2 separate regions of the Mus musculus genome follow, and region 1 is linked to region 2. A link is a contact called in public promoter capture Hi-C data. All regions are on one chromosome and are shown on one strand. Each heading gives the region's core, a stretch centred on a gene start, on an enhancer-like site or on the middle of the called end of the contact. The rest is flanking DNA. Distances are from core to core; before and after follow the strand shown.

The links. Promoter capture Hi-C pulls out the DNA fragments that hold promoters and counts their contacts.
Region 1: a promoter capture Hi-C map of pre-B cells shows a contact between it and region 2. The contact joins the promoter of Capn5 here to the promoter of Kctd21 in region 2.

The regions. Positions count from the first base shown.
Region 1 is chr7:98,175,384-98,181,654 of GRCm38.p6, reverse strand. Capn5 (calpain 5) reads left to right here and starts at 3,381. Exons shown (of 13, transcript NM_007602.4): 1 at 3,381-3,611. It overlaps Gm16938 (predicted gene, 16938), which reads right to left and starts at 4,461. Exons shown (of 3, transcript NR_045972.1): 1 at 4,167-4,461; 2 at 2,245-2,330.
Region 2 is chr7:97,328,910-97,334,912 of GRCm38.p6, reverse strand. It overlaps Kctd21 (potassium channel tetramerisation domain containing 21), which reads right to left and starts at 2,590. Exons shown (of 2, transcript NM_001039039.3): 1 at 2,542-2,590. It overlaps Usp35 (ubiquitin specific peptidase 35), which reads left to right and starts at 2,804. Exons shown (of 11, transcript NM_001177412.2): 1 at 2,804-3,076.

The DNA.
Region 1 (6,271 bases), core at 2,132-4,631, 850 kb before region 2:
GCATTACCCTTGGCGTTCTCATCCTCTAGACTCCCTCACAATGTCCCTTTGAGCTCTGTCTACACCTTTCTAGAAGAAGGTTCTATAGTCCATAGCCCCAAGTTCTCCCACATTCCTCTTGCAAAGCAATTCCAAATGACTTGCTCAGGTTTATTATAACAAAAACCCCATTCATGATACCAATTTTCTGTATTAGTGACTTTTATCATTGCTATGACAGTTGCTATTTAGAAAAGGGAGGTTTTGACTTATAGATTGAGAAAGGACACACAAGGTTCCTAGCCACACTGAGTCCACAGTTAAGAAGCACAGAGTGGACAGGGGTGGGGTTGTAAAATCTCAAGGCCTTCCTTAAATGACTTACTTCCTCCTTTGAGGCTTCACCTCCTGAAAGTTCTACAACCTTCCAAAACAGCACCATCTGATGGACACCACCTGTTTAAACACATGAGCCTACGTGGGCACAGTTCACATTCAGACACAGCAACACCTATAGTTCCAGCATTTAGTAGGCTGAGATGGAGGAAACATTTGAACTTGGGAGTCCATGGCCAGCCAAAATGATTAAAGAAGAAGAGGAGGAGGAGGGAGAGAAGGAGTAGGAGGAAAGGAAGGAAGGAAGGAGGAAGAGAAGGAAAAGGAGGAGGAGGAGAAGAAGAGGAAGAAAATAAAGGAAGGAAGGAAGGAAGGAAGGAGGGAAGGAAGGAAGGAAGGAAGGAAGGAAGGAAGGAAGGAAGGAAGGAAGGAAGAAAACCCGATCATGGGGGCTGGTGAGATGGCTCAGTGGGTAAGAGCACCCGACTGCTCTTCCGAAGGTCCGAAGTTCAAATCCCAGCAACCACATGGTGGCTCACAACCATCCGTAATGAGATCTGACTCCCTCTTCTGGAGGGTCTGAAGACAGCTACAGTGTACTTACATGTAATAAATAAATAAATAAACCTTTAAAAAAAAAAAAGAAAACCCGATCATTATGAATTTCACCTGGGAAACTCTGTAACACTATTACTCAGGAACAGTAATGATGGTGTTACTGACCTGAGCAGAGAAGATTCTGATTCTGGGCATTGGTGAGAGGCATAGAGCTCTGCAGAGCTAGGTAGAACGGGTTCTGATTCTGACCAGTAGAAGGGATGGGGCTATCCCTGGAAGGAATGAGTCCCCAGTTACAAGGGACTTTAAGTAGATCAAGGGGCCTACAGTGATGTCCTTTTCCTGAAAGCCAGGAGAGGAGAAGGAGAGGCCCAACACAAAATAGATAGAACCAGCATAGTTCGGTAGGTCTGGATCCCGGTTCTGCTGTTTACTAATTTTGTGACCTGGGGCATCTCCCTGAGGTTCAGGTCTGCCATTGACTAAGTGGGGCTAATAACTGTGAGAATTTAATGGAAAAACACCTAGCCATCAGGCTCGTTAATGGCACCATTAGATGACTAAGCTTATAAAAACCAATTGGCAGGGTCCTGAGGCCAACACATTGGCAAAGATGCATCATCCGCCCCCCAGAAAGCCTTGTTAGGTAGGCAGCCCAGCTCTTCCTGGCATGCCTTGATCTTCTGCTCCCCAAGGATCAGAGCCTCTGCTCCTCCATCAAGTCCAGATGCCCTCGACAGGTCGCTGTCTCTCTAGGTTTCTTCCCTCATCTGTCAGGAAGGTGGACGCTGCCAGAGATGGGCTCTGAGACAGGCCTCCCAGTCCAAGCCCGGTTCTAAGGCACCTGGGCCTAAACATCATGATGCAGGGTATGTGTCTCTGCTGCTGGAGACACTGTATCTTTATACAATGAGCAGGCTGGGCTAGAGGACAGTAACAGCTAGAGGGCCCCATAAGGACTTCCCAGGAGTTAAGCCAATGAGACCCCACGACTGCAGTGTGGGTGCTGCTTTGAGTTCTGCAGTACAGGTCTCATGTCCAAGGCCACACAGCTAAGGAGTCAAGGCAGAGCCCACGAATGAAACCAACACATAGTACCCTCTCCTGGCTCCATACTCAGAGCTATAGAAGAGAGTCAGAGCATTCTCTGGATACCATGGCTTTGTGGGCTGAAGAACACACTTTCCCAGACATGACCCCTGCTCTATCTCGGAAGATTTGAGAGGTGCCCTGACAGAGGTAATGCTACTTGCTACCTTGCTTGAGGACTTTGACTGAACCTTTTTGACATTTTTTGTCTCCACAATCACCATGTGCTTCTCCTAGAAAGCCCATTTTACAGACAAGGAAACTGAGACCATTAAAGGATATAGAACTTTCTCGGTAACTGGTGGAGTGAGCCCTTGATCCAGATCTGCTTTGTGGACCAAGGGCTTCTGGACAGAGACACGCTGAGGCTGTGTGGAGGCAATAGAAGAGCTTTTCTGTGGGGATGGAAAGAATGTAAAAACCCTAGGCCGGCGGCCATAGGCCAGGACTAGGGTAAATGGAGAGCGGAACCTAGTAGTCTTGGAACATTGTGCGTGGGTGGTGGTGGGTAGGGGGAACAGCAACATGGTTGGAAACTATTTGGTCAGTCAGGTAACCAGATGGAGCTACACTTAGGTGGCCAGGGACAGGGGTGAGGTAGAGGGCCGGATGACTGAGGTTGAGGTAATCATTAACAGAGACCAGGAAACTAGAGGGATGAGTGGGCCTGAGTTTCTGACCTGTGAGCGACTAGTATGACCAGGTCAGACAAGCTTTGTCTCTGTGGCCTTAGAGTGACCCAGCCTACTGTTGGCCAGCCCTGGTCATCTATAAATCTCCCTGGGATTCCCCCAAACCGCCTGGCCTGAGGAGATTGCAGTTTCCACTTCACAGAGTAAGAAACCAAGGCTTGGTGTATTCCAGGGCATTCTGAAGGCAGTCAGAGAGGGTCAAAAATCTGGGCCCTGCTGCTTTAGTCTACACTCAGAGCAGATAAATGCCCAGGACAGGACAGGTCTGGACAGGATAGGGCCAGCTTCCCTTAACTGACTGGGGCCCTCTGGACACCTCACCAGGGCCTACATTCCTCTTCTCCAGCTAAAATCTTGGGAATGGGTGTTTGGATACAAATGGAAAGGGAGTGGTTCTCATCTCATTGGGTCTTCCCATTCTCAGCTGCCCTGCCTTGGCCCTGTCTGAGCCCGGCTAAGATGCATACCCCAAGTCGGCCAACATTCTCTGCCAGCACTTAGTGGGGCACGCAGGTCCTCCAAGGCCAATGGCGAGGTAGGCAGCCAACGTCCCGGGATGCTCTCCTATCGCGGACAGCACTGGAGTGGGGTTTGAAGGAGTGTTGGGTCAGGGCCACCCTTTCAGTTTCGAGCCAGCACTATCGGGCGGCCTCAGGGAGGGGGGTGGGGGGGGGGAGGCACAGCCTCTCTAGTTCGCATGCGCAACAACCTCCCTTTCCCCGCCCCGCCCCACCCCGGGAGACCACGCCTCTGGCCTCCAATGGGAGGAGGCTGAGAGGAGGGGCGGGACAGACTGAAGCCCGGGGGTCCAAGTTCCAACCCCCGCCTGCGGGCTGCCGGGGTATCATCTCCCCGCAGAGTCCCAGGCTGTGGCGCGGGCTGGTCTAGCCTCCGCTCCAGTGCCCGCACTGTGCTCTGCATCCCGGGAGTCCAGCTCCAGCTGCGGCGACGCGGCAGGTAGGAGGCGCTGCGCGGAGGGAGGCGTGTGCGAGCGCACATTAGTGTGCGTTTGGGTGTGTGTGCAGGTGCAGCGCGGGCCAGTGCGTGCCTTGGGAGCACGAATCCGAGCAGGGGTTGTACATCCCGCGGATTCAGGGCTGGGAGTTGAGCGCTGGCCTGCAGGCCTAGGAGGCGGAGCCCCACCCCCACCCCACCCCCCAAAGATATGCCCGGGGCCCCTGAGCTCATCCCTACCTCCACCCGCAGCCCTGGGTGAGAAATCAACCTCACCTCCACCTGGGTGTTCTGAGGCCGCGTTCCCAGTGCAGAAGTGCTGGGGTGTGCTTATCACTGGTGGGCTAGACTCTAATCTTCCTTACAGGTCCCCTTTCCTGTCCTCACGCCTGTGCTCCTCAACCCATTAAACCTTCTAACCTTTCTAGATGTCCACATCCCATGGTTTGGAGTAGGCATGAGACCATGAGACCAAAGATCCCAGGTAGATGACCCTTCACCCCTTCTTGGCCACAATCCCCTAGTTGAATGGGGGTGGGGGGGGGGGCTCTTCCTTACCTTCAGGGCTGGGTGTGTGGCACTGGGAGCAAGGCGGGTCTGGCAGAAACTGGCTTTTTTCGGAGACAATTCAGGATTGATCCTATCTCCAGCTGTCAGGATTGGGGGTGGGGAGTGTAGGAAAGGTCCCCCTAAGGGGGCCCAGGGGTGGAGTGGGGCTGAAGAGCAATAACAGGTGCTCATTTGCCCTGGCAGTCTTTCCTGTGGTGAGAGTCAGCCCCAGACTTCACACAGATGAGCCCCAGCAGCAGAAGGGAAGGCAGCCTCTCTCTAAGGTGACCCAGCCAGAACTGGCACCCAGGATCCCAAGACACAAGCCTTGATCTCCTCTGTGCCAGAGGGTGGAACACTCAGCCAATGCCCAGGGCAGCTAAGTGTTCAGGGAGATCTTCCTGGGAAGCTCTGCTGTGCAAGGGAGGTTGAGGCCTCCCTGGATCCTTGCTGGTCCTTGCTGCAGGCTTAGTGTTTTGGGTGGAGGTGAAGAAGACCAGGGGGGGTCGGGTGTGGTGGGCCCAGCTGCTGCTACTGCCCTAGGCTGGGTCAGAGCTGAAGCCTGGGTGGAGCCTAACCTAAGAGGCTTCTCTTCCCACTGAGAGGATGGAGGGCCAACAGATGAGCTCCTGACTGGCGTGGTGAGAAGGCAGAGTCAAGCACAAGTCAGAGGGGCCATCCTTGCCTGGGAGCTGATGAGAGTTCATCTGAACAAGGACTAGGAAAAGTCCAACAAGGTGAAGAAAGGACCGTAGAGTCCAAACTACGAAACAGTCAGGCTAGGAAAGCTCACGGACAAACACAGGGTGTGACATTGAATGCCAGTCTGGACGGTGGGTGTGTCTGACAAGGACCATCTTTAGCTACCCTGGGGAAGAGGTTGCTATAGAGGTTACAGTAGGGAGAGCCCCACCCCCTTCCTGGCTGTTCTCAGCACCCACTGCAGGCTAGGTGTGACAAGTCAGGAGAGAACCCTCTGGGGCTCCCGGAACAGGAGTGGAAGGTCTAGGGGAAGCTTCACGGGCCCATTACTGGGTAAGAGCAATGTCTGCCTCTGAAACAGTACCAAACAGGTGGCAGTTGGGCATTGGTGGCAGGAAGCCTGTGGCTTTCAGTGGGACATCTGTGGGCTTCTCAGAAGCCTCTGCTGTCTCTGTCTTATTCTTCTCTAATTTCCCTGAATGCTCTTAGGATGGCTCTGAGATCTGGTCCCCCCAAAAGGAGGCCTTCCTTGTCCCCTCAGAGGGTGCTGGGAAGCCACTCTCCACCACCCTCTTGCCTGAACGGCCTGTCGTCTTCCTCCTGCAGACTGTCTCCTTGTCTTCCTGCTTGCCCATGGCCTTGAAGCAGAGAGCTTTGCCTGTGGCTCAGTTTCCCCTGGTGTGTGGAGTGAGGCTAAATAATACCTTGTCACAGAGACTTCAGGGTGATGATGGTGACATTAGACCTGGTCACATAGGCACTTTACTACGAGGTGTTTGGTAGCCAGCTGACAGCTTTGTCCCTGATCCCTTCATTGAGTAAAGAGAGGGTCATTTTCAGGCAAGAGGACTGGTCAGCATTGGTTTTTATTGTTTTGGTTTGGTTTTTGTTTTTTTGGTCTTTGTTTTTTTTTTGTTTGTTTGTTTTTGTTTTGTTTTGTTTTGTTTTGTTTTTCCTATTGAAGTGGGAGGCCCTCTTGGCTTTAATGAATGAAAGGACCTGTCAATCACTTCTAAGTTTCTGCTTACTGTTCTCTGTCAGATTGGCCAAATCTTCCCCACCCCATGCCCTGGAAGAAACAGGGTAGGGCAGCTGAGGGGTACCCTAGGTATGTTTTGCAAAGGGCTCATAGGTGTGAGCCCTGGCTGTCCCCAGTTACAGACAGCAGACTGTCACACCTTCTCCAAGTATCTCTGTGGGCTGGGCAGCCGCTGCTGGCCTCTGTAGCTGGTCTTGCTGATTGAGCCCTCCTCTCCCCTATCTCTCAGTGCCTGAGGGGCCCCTCCCAGCTACCCAAGTCCTCCAGACATCTCCTTTCAATTCTTGTTTTCTTATAGTCCCCTGAGGTCCCCAGCCTTGGCCTTCAGGACCCCCACCTTGGTAGCCTCTTTCTCTGGGTAGAGGTGCCAACT
Region 2 (6,003 bases), core at 1,341-3,840:
GTGTTTGTGTGTGTGTCTGTGGAAAGGCAAGTGTGTTCAAGCATGAATAGGTGAATGCAGGTTTGGTATTTAGAGACTAAGATAGTCAACTAGGACCGAAGTTGGAGAAGTGTTTTGATCAGGAAGTCCTTCTAGATTGGACTTAGCCCAGAGGATCAGCCTGCCCCTCTTCCATTCTGTGATCCAGGGTTGAGATATGGCTGTCTGGGCCTTGTTTCTGACAACAGCATCCTCCTGAGCCTAGCATCTGTGGCTGTCAAGTGGCAGGAAGGAGACTCCTGCTGTGCAGCCAAGGTGTGCTGAGCATGGGCAGAGAGAACCAATGGGACTTCTGGGGTAGAGGACAGCATATGGTCTTTGCCCAGAGTCAGTGTTTGTGGTAGGCTCTCCGAGGGAAGATGGTGGCGGCCAGGAAAACCATGACAGTTCAAACTGTGATAGTTACTCAACATGCTAATTTCTACTCCCCCCTCCCTCCCTCTCTCCTCTCTTTCTGTATTTCAAGACTGGGTTTGTCTGTGTAGCCCTGGCTGTCTTGGAACTCACTCTGTAGGCCAGGCTGGCTTTAAACTCAGAAATCCGCCTGCCTCTGTTGCCCAAGAGCTGCGATTAAAGGTGAGAGCCACCACTGCCTCATGAAATAGACACTCTCGTAGGCTTTATAGACCAGCATGACAGGCCCTTCCCTTCCTCTGCAACTTGACTTCTAGCCTCCCCTTGGCCAGGATTTTGAAGGAAAAATCTCATCAGGCTGCCAAGCCTCACCTGTAGCACCCACACCATCCTTTTTGACTCAAAGCACTTTATGCTCAGTACTTAGCACAGTACTTTATGCTCAGTACTTAGCACAGTTAACCTAAGTAGGAGCCTGGCTTCCCTGCTGAAGAAATCCCTTGCTATCCCCAGAAACTGGGGCTGGGCAGGGAGTAGGGAAGACATTTTTTTTTTTTTTTTTTAACTTTGTTTAGTTAGACCTATCTTCACCTTCCCGGACTTGTGCACCAACAGGACTATTTATGTCCCTGTTTTGGAGATAAACACTTTAAAACTTTTCATTTTGAAAATACTCCCTTGAATTTTCACTTTGGAATCAAATGTGTAGGACAATGTCTAATTGGCTGTCATGCTGCCAAGGCCATGGTGGCTTCCACTGTGCAGGGGAAGGGACAGAGCACCGGGTTCAAGTGAGTGACGACTGCCGATCACCTAGCAGCTTCCCAGCCTTACCCAGGGTGATCTCCAGGATAGGGCTTTGGCCCAGAGCTCTGCAGACTTCCCCTTCATCCTTTCACACCCAACAGCTGACGGCCACCTTGCCCTGTCCTATCTCTGAGAGGCCTACAGGCTGCTCCCCTCAGTTCACACAAGGGGCACTGGGATTTGTGCCCATCAGGGCGGGGTGGGGGTGGGCTGGAAGAAGAGACCACCCAACCTGAGGCATTTCCTTGCTTGCACAGAAATGCTTTGTTGAAGATGGTCCCAACACCATCCCTCAACCGCAGGCAGAACTTTCCCTAGCCACCCTGGCTCATCTTGTGGTTTTCCTCAGGCACCCACACCTCCTTTCAGCTTTCTCTTCCTGTGGCCTTCCCACTCCTCCCAACAGTGATAACTGTAAACAAAGGGCTTTCAAATAGCTCCAGCCTGAAGACACCATAGAAGGGTTGCCTTGTAGCTGGGCATTGAAAGTGCTAGGGCACAGGTCCTGGAGCACAACTTTGGATGGGTGGGGCATTGGATTGCCTTGTAGCTGGGCATTGAAAGTGCTAGGGCACAGGTCCTGGAGCACAACTTTGGATGGGTGGGGCATTGGGTTGCCTTGTAGCTGGGCATTGAAAGTGCTAGGGCACAGGTCCTGGAGCACAACTTTGGATGGGTGGGGCATCACAATGCTTGCTTCTTTCCTGTCACCCCAGACCAAACCTCTGTTTCCCCTGTGGGCAGAGAAAGGCAGGGTCTTTGAAGGCTTTTGGGGGCAAGTCACTTATCAGGTGTGTTGCTCAACTGGAAACAGTTATCACGGTGAGGCCTTGGCGGGATGTGAGTAGAATGAGTATGTGTGTGACGCACTGAGCTCCAGGGATGGGCTCTTTATTTCTAGTCACATGGAAAGAATGGTGCTGTGTACATCCACACGCCCTGGGTTCACTAGAGCTGGGAGGGGTCCCTGTCATCCCTGTGGTCCGCCTCGCGCTCGCCCACCTAACCCAGCACCCACTCCTCAGCTCTGGAACCGGTCCCTTCTGATCAAACAAGAGGTCCCCTTCTCACCTAGAGACTCGGCTCCTCTTCCTAACCCACCAAAGGCTCCTCCCACAGCGCATCCCTTTCTCCAGCCCCGCCCCTCAGGTGGTTCGGTCTACCCCCTCACCCCGAAACGCGCCCCTCCCCCGCGGCCACGGGCGGGGCTACCCCATTTCACAGATGAGAACAGCGAGGCTGCGACAGATGACCTTTCACGGCAGGACAGGTGCCCGGAAAGACATGTATGCGTCCGCTGGGTCCAGAGCCCTCCCCGAAACCCCTGCGCACCGCACCCACCTCCTGCCCTCGCTCGGCAGCCTCCCCTCCAGCCAGCGCAGCTTCGCTAGGGGGTGGGCCGGGCTGGGGCAGGGGCGGGTCGTCCCGGGCCGCGCGCTGGCCGCCGGGACTTGTAGTCCCCTCTGCGTTCCTTCCTGTGCCGCGTGCCGGGCCCGGACTCCACCTCCCAGGAGGCTACGCGGAGAGCCAGCCCCCTACTGGCCCGCCCCGCCGGCACTGGGACCAGCTGGCCTTAAAGGGGACGCGGCCCGACTGGGAGCTCGCAGGGTAACCCCCGCTGTGGCTCCGCCCCGTTTCCCCGCACCTCACCCCTCTCCCAGTTCCGTCCCGCAGCTCTGAGACCGCGCAGTTGCACTGCCCAGGTCCATCTAGGGTTGTGCGGAGCGGGGTGGGTGGAGTTGGACATCACAAAGTAGCAGCAGCATCCCTGCGGTCTGGGACCCCTCGGTAGGGGAGCGGAGGACCCGCCCTGACCTCGACTGGCCCAGCCTAGTCTAGTCCGGCCCATGCGCCCCGCCCAGGAGTGGGTTCTAAGGTAAGGCCCTCTGAAGTCTAGGAGTTAAGGGGGCTTTGGGTGTTTGAGTGCTCATGTCGGGGGGCGGGGGCAGTGTCTGCACTCTTGACATTTCGAGTGCTCCTTACTTATCTTTAGGACTCTGAGAGCACGAGATTGGAAGGTGGGGGATCTAGGTGCTTCTGGGCCTTTGCTGTGTGACCTTGGCCTTCTAACTGCCCCTCTCTGAGCCTTAACCATCTCCTTCATCAACTGAGTAGTTCCAGCTTCTGTACCTCTCAGTCCTGAGAGCAGCCACAACTAGAACCATGACGCCTGGCAATCTTTTTGCGGAGAACCCCCAGTCTGGGCTAAACAGGCGTAAGGAAGGAAGAGAGGGGGCCCAACTGGAGTAGACACTGAGGATCCAGAGGCAGTCTGATCATCTTTGTCCTGGAGTCCGGGGGCCTTGACATCGCTTGCAGATTGCAGAACTGAAGCTTAAGCGCCTGTCCTCCCTCAGAGAAAGTCTGGGCTGGGAGTGGGGGCTGGGTTAGCAGAGGTTAGTGAGTGGTGGCTCTGTAATCAGGGGCGAGTGTGGACAGTCCCAGAGGGGACTTCTCTTCATCTTCTCTTCCATCTCTCTAATTCCTCTTCAGTAACAGGGTTGTTCTTGCCTGTCACTAGCAAAGCCCTCACTCCTGTCTTTCCAGGACCCAGCCTGGGGCTGGTCGAGGCCTCCTAGGGGGAAGGGTGCCATGCTAGGGTTGCCTTGGTAAGACACTGAGTTAAAACACATTCTGCTGCCAAGAGACCCGAGTGAACCCTGGCGTCCATAGGAGTCAGGGTGTGGGGGCATGAATGTGAGGGGCTGAGAGGACAGCAGATGAACCCCCTCCTCCCCAACGCAGGGCAGGGACCTGCAGACCCTCCCTCCTCCCCTTTGAGGAGATCTGGGAACAGCAGATCCAGGGGCTAACCAGGAGCTGGGGTTTCTTATTGTTTTTTCTGCCTTGTTTGTATGGGCCATTTCTGGAATGGCTGAGTCTTCTTTGGCCTCTGTGAGGTATCTCGCAGATGTTCAAGGGTCATGGATATTAGAGTCCAGGCCCAGGCTGAGGAGGGACAGGGACTGGCCTCAAGGTAACTCTGTCTCTGGATACTACTTTTCTGGTCACATCTTTGATTTTTATCTCGTTTTGTTACCAAATGTCTCTCATCAATATCTAGGCACACCTAGATACATGGCCACCTCTGCCCCTGGGCACACTATCATCCTGGGCGCTGTGTACAGAACAGGATTGGATCTACTTCCTCCAGAGTCAGACCCTAGCCAGGTAGGAGAGAGAGCGTGCTGGAGCAAGTTAGACTGCAGAGGATGAAGGAGCCAAGGCGGCCTGGGAACCGGAGCTTAGAGACTCGCTCTGTGGAGGGACAGGGAATGGCTTGTGAACTGGGCATTGCAGGATGAGTCAGAATTAGCCAGGAAAGAAGAGGCAAGCCCTTTCCCATAGAGAGGACAGAAACAAAACAAAACAAAACAAAACAGCCTTTCTCCAATTTCCATCTATGCCTAATATCAGTGTGGTGTCACATAGACAGCCCAAGTGGCAGGCTTTCGAGTATGGGCTTTGACTGAGGGGCCTAGTGGCCTTGAGGGTCTGAGTAGCCAGGCAAGAGGGAACTTTTCAGAAATGAGGTTAATCTGATGGCATTGCTGAGGGAGAGAGGCTGAGGAGGTGATGGAGGTTGAGCTCAGGACCCCCCTAACCCCCATGGTGATAGGGAAGAGCCAGGTTCTCCGAAGCACAAGCAGGGGACTGTCAACACACAGCTGAAATGCCAAGGGTTATCCATGAGGGACAGATGAAGGCTCAGGGCCTTCTGGGTGGGGTGTTCCCTCTCCCGGGTTCCTGGAGCATCCACACAGAGTGTGCCTGGACACCAGGCTGGCAGGCTGGCAGGCTGGCAGGCTGAGGGCACAGACTCAGGGTTTGGGCAAGGGCATCAGCCATGCTGGGGAAAGGCCAAGAGGTAAGTGGCCAGTCACCTTCCATTTGGGTTTCAGAGGCTGAGAGTTGAAGGGGTCTCTTTCTCTGTCACCAAGGCTACCATGGAGGTGGTGTCCAGCGCAATTAAAAATCTGGACTGCTGTCCTCCAGGCCTTGTGACAGGAGGATGGATCGAATGAGAGAGTGAGTGAGGTTCAGGAGACTACTGTCCTAGTCCAGGCAAGGAGTGAAGAGAAGCTGATGGGGGCGGGTTGGGGGAGTGGGGGTGGGAAGGCTGGAGCTGAGCTGCCGAGGGGAAGAGTTGAACTGAAATCCCTGCCTGCTTCCCCTCACAGCACCGGTGTGTTCCCTCCATGACAGATGACCAAGTCTTAGGAGTTGCAGGCCCAGAACAGCTCCCATTTGCCTGTGAGAAAGCTGAGATGCTAGGAAGCGCTTAGCCTCAGGCGAGCTGGTGGTTTCTGAGCGGAAGCTCTGGACACAGGCTCTGGGAAGGGAGGAGGGCTGCTCCACTTGGTATGGAGCAGCTGGCTGGATGCAAAGCCTGTGTAGACAAGCCATCCCTGCTGGGTAACCCAGCTTCTCCTGAGGAGGGCTGGTGGCCCACAGCTTCTTCTGGGAGGGAAGAGTGCCGGCTGATTCTGCCGTGGCCTGGAAATGTGTGCCCCCCTCTCCCCTACTCCTGCCCTCCTTCTCCGGCCTGCGATTGGAGTCAGGTGAAGAAGAAACCTCTGAAGCTCTTGTTGCATGAATGCATCCAGGATCTCACAGAGTGGGTTTACTGGTAACCATGGTGACAGATGACCCGACTACTTGCGTAGGCGGTGTGGCAGGTAGCAGGGCTTGTGCAGAGGCCAAAGACTGAGGAAGGCTGGCTTCTGTGACTGGAACTTCAGGTGGTTCTGATGGACTGGGCTTCCTTCCAGCTGCCAGGTGCAGCCTACCTGATGTAGTATC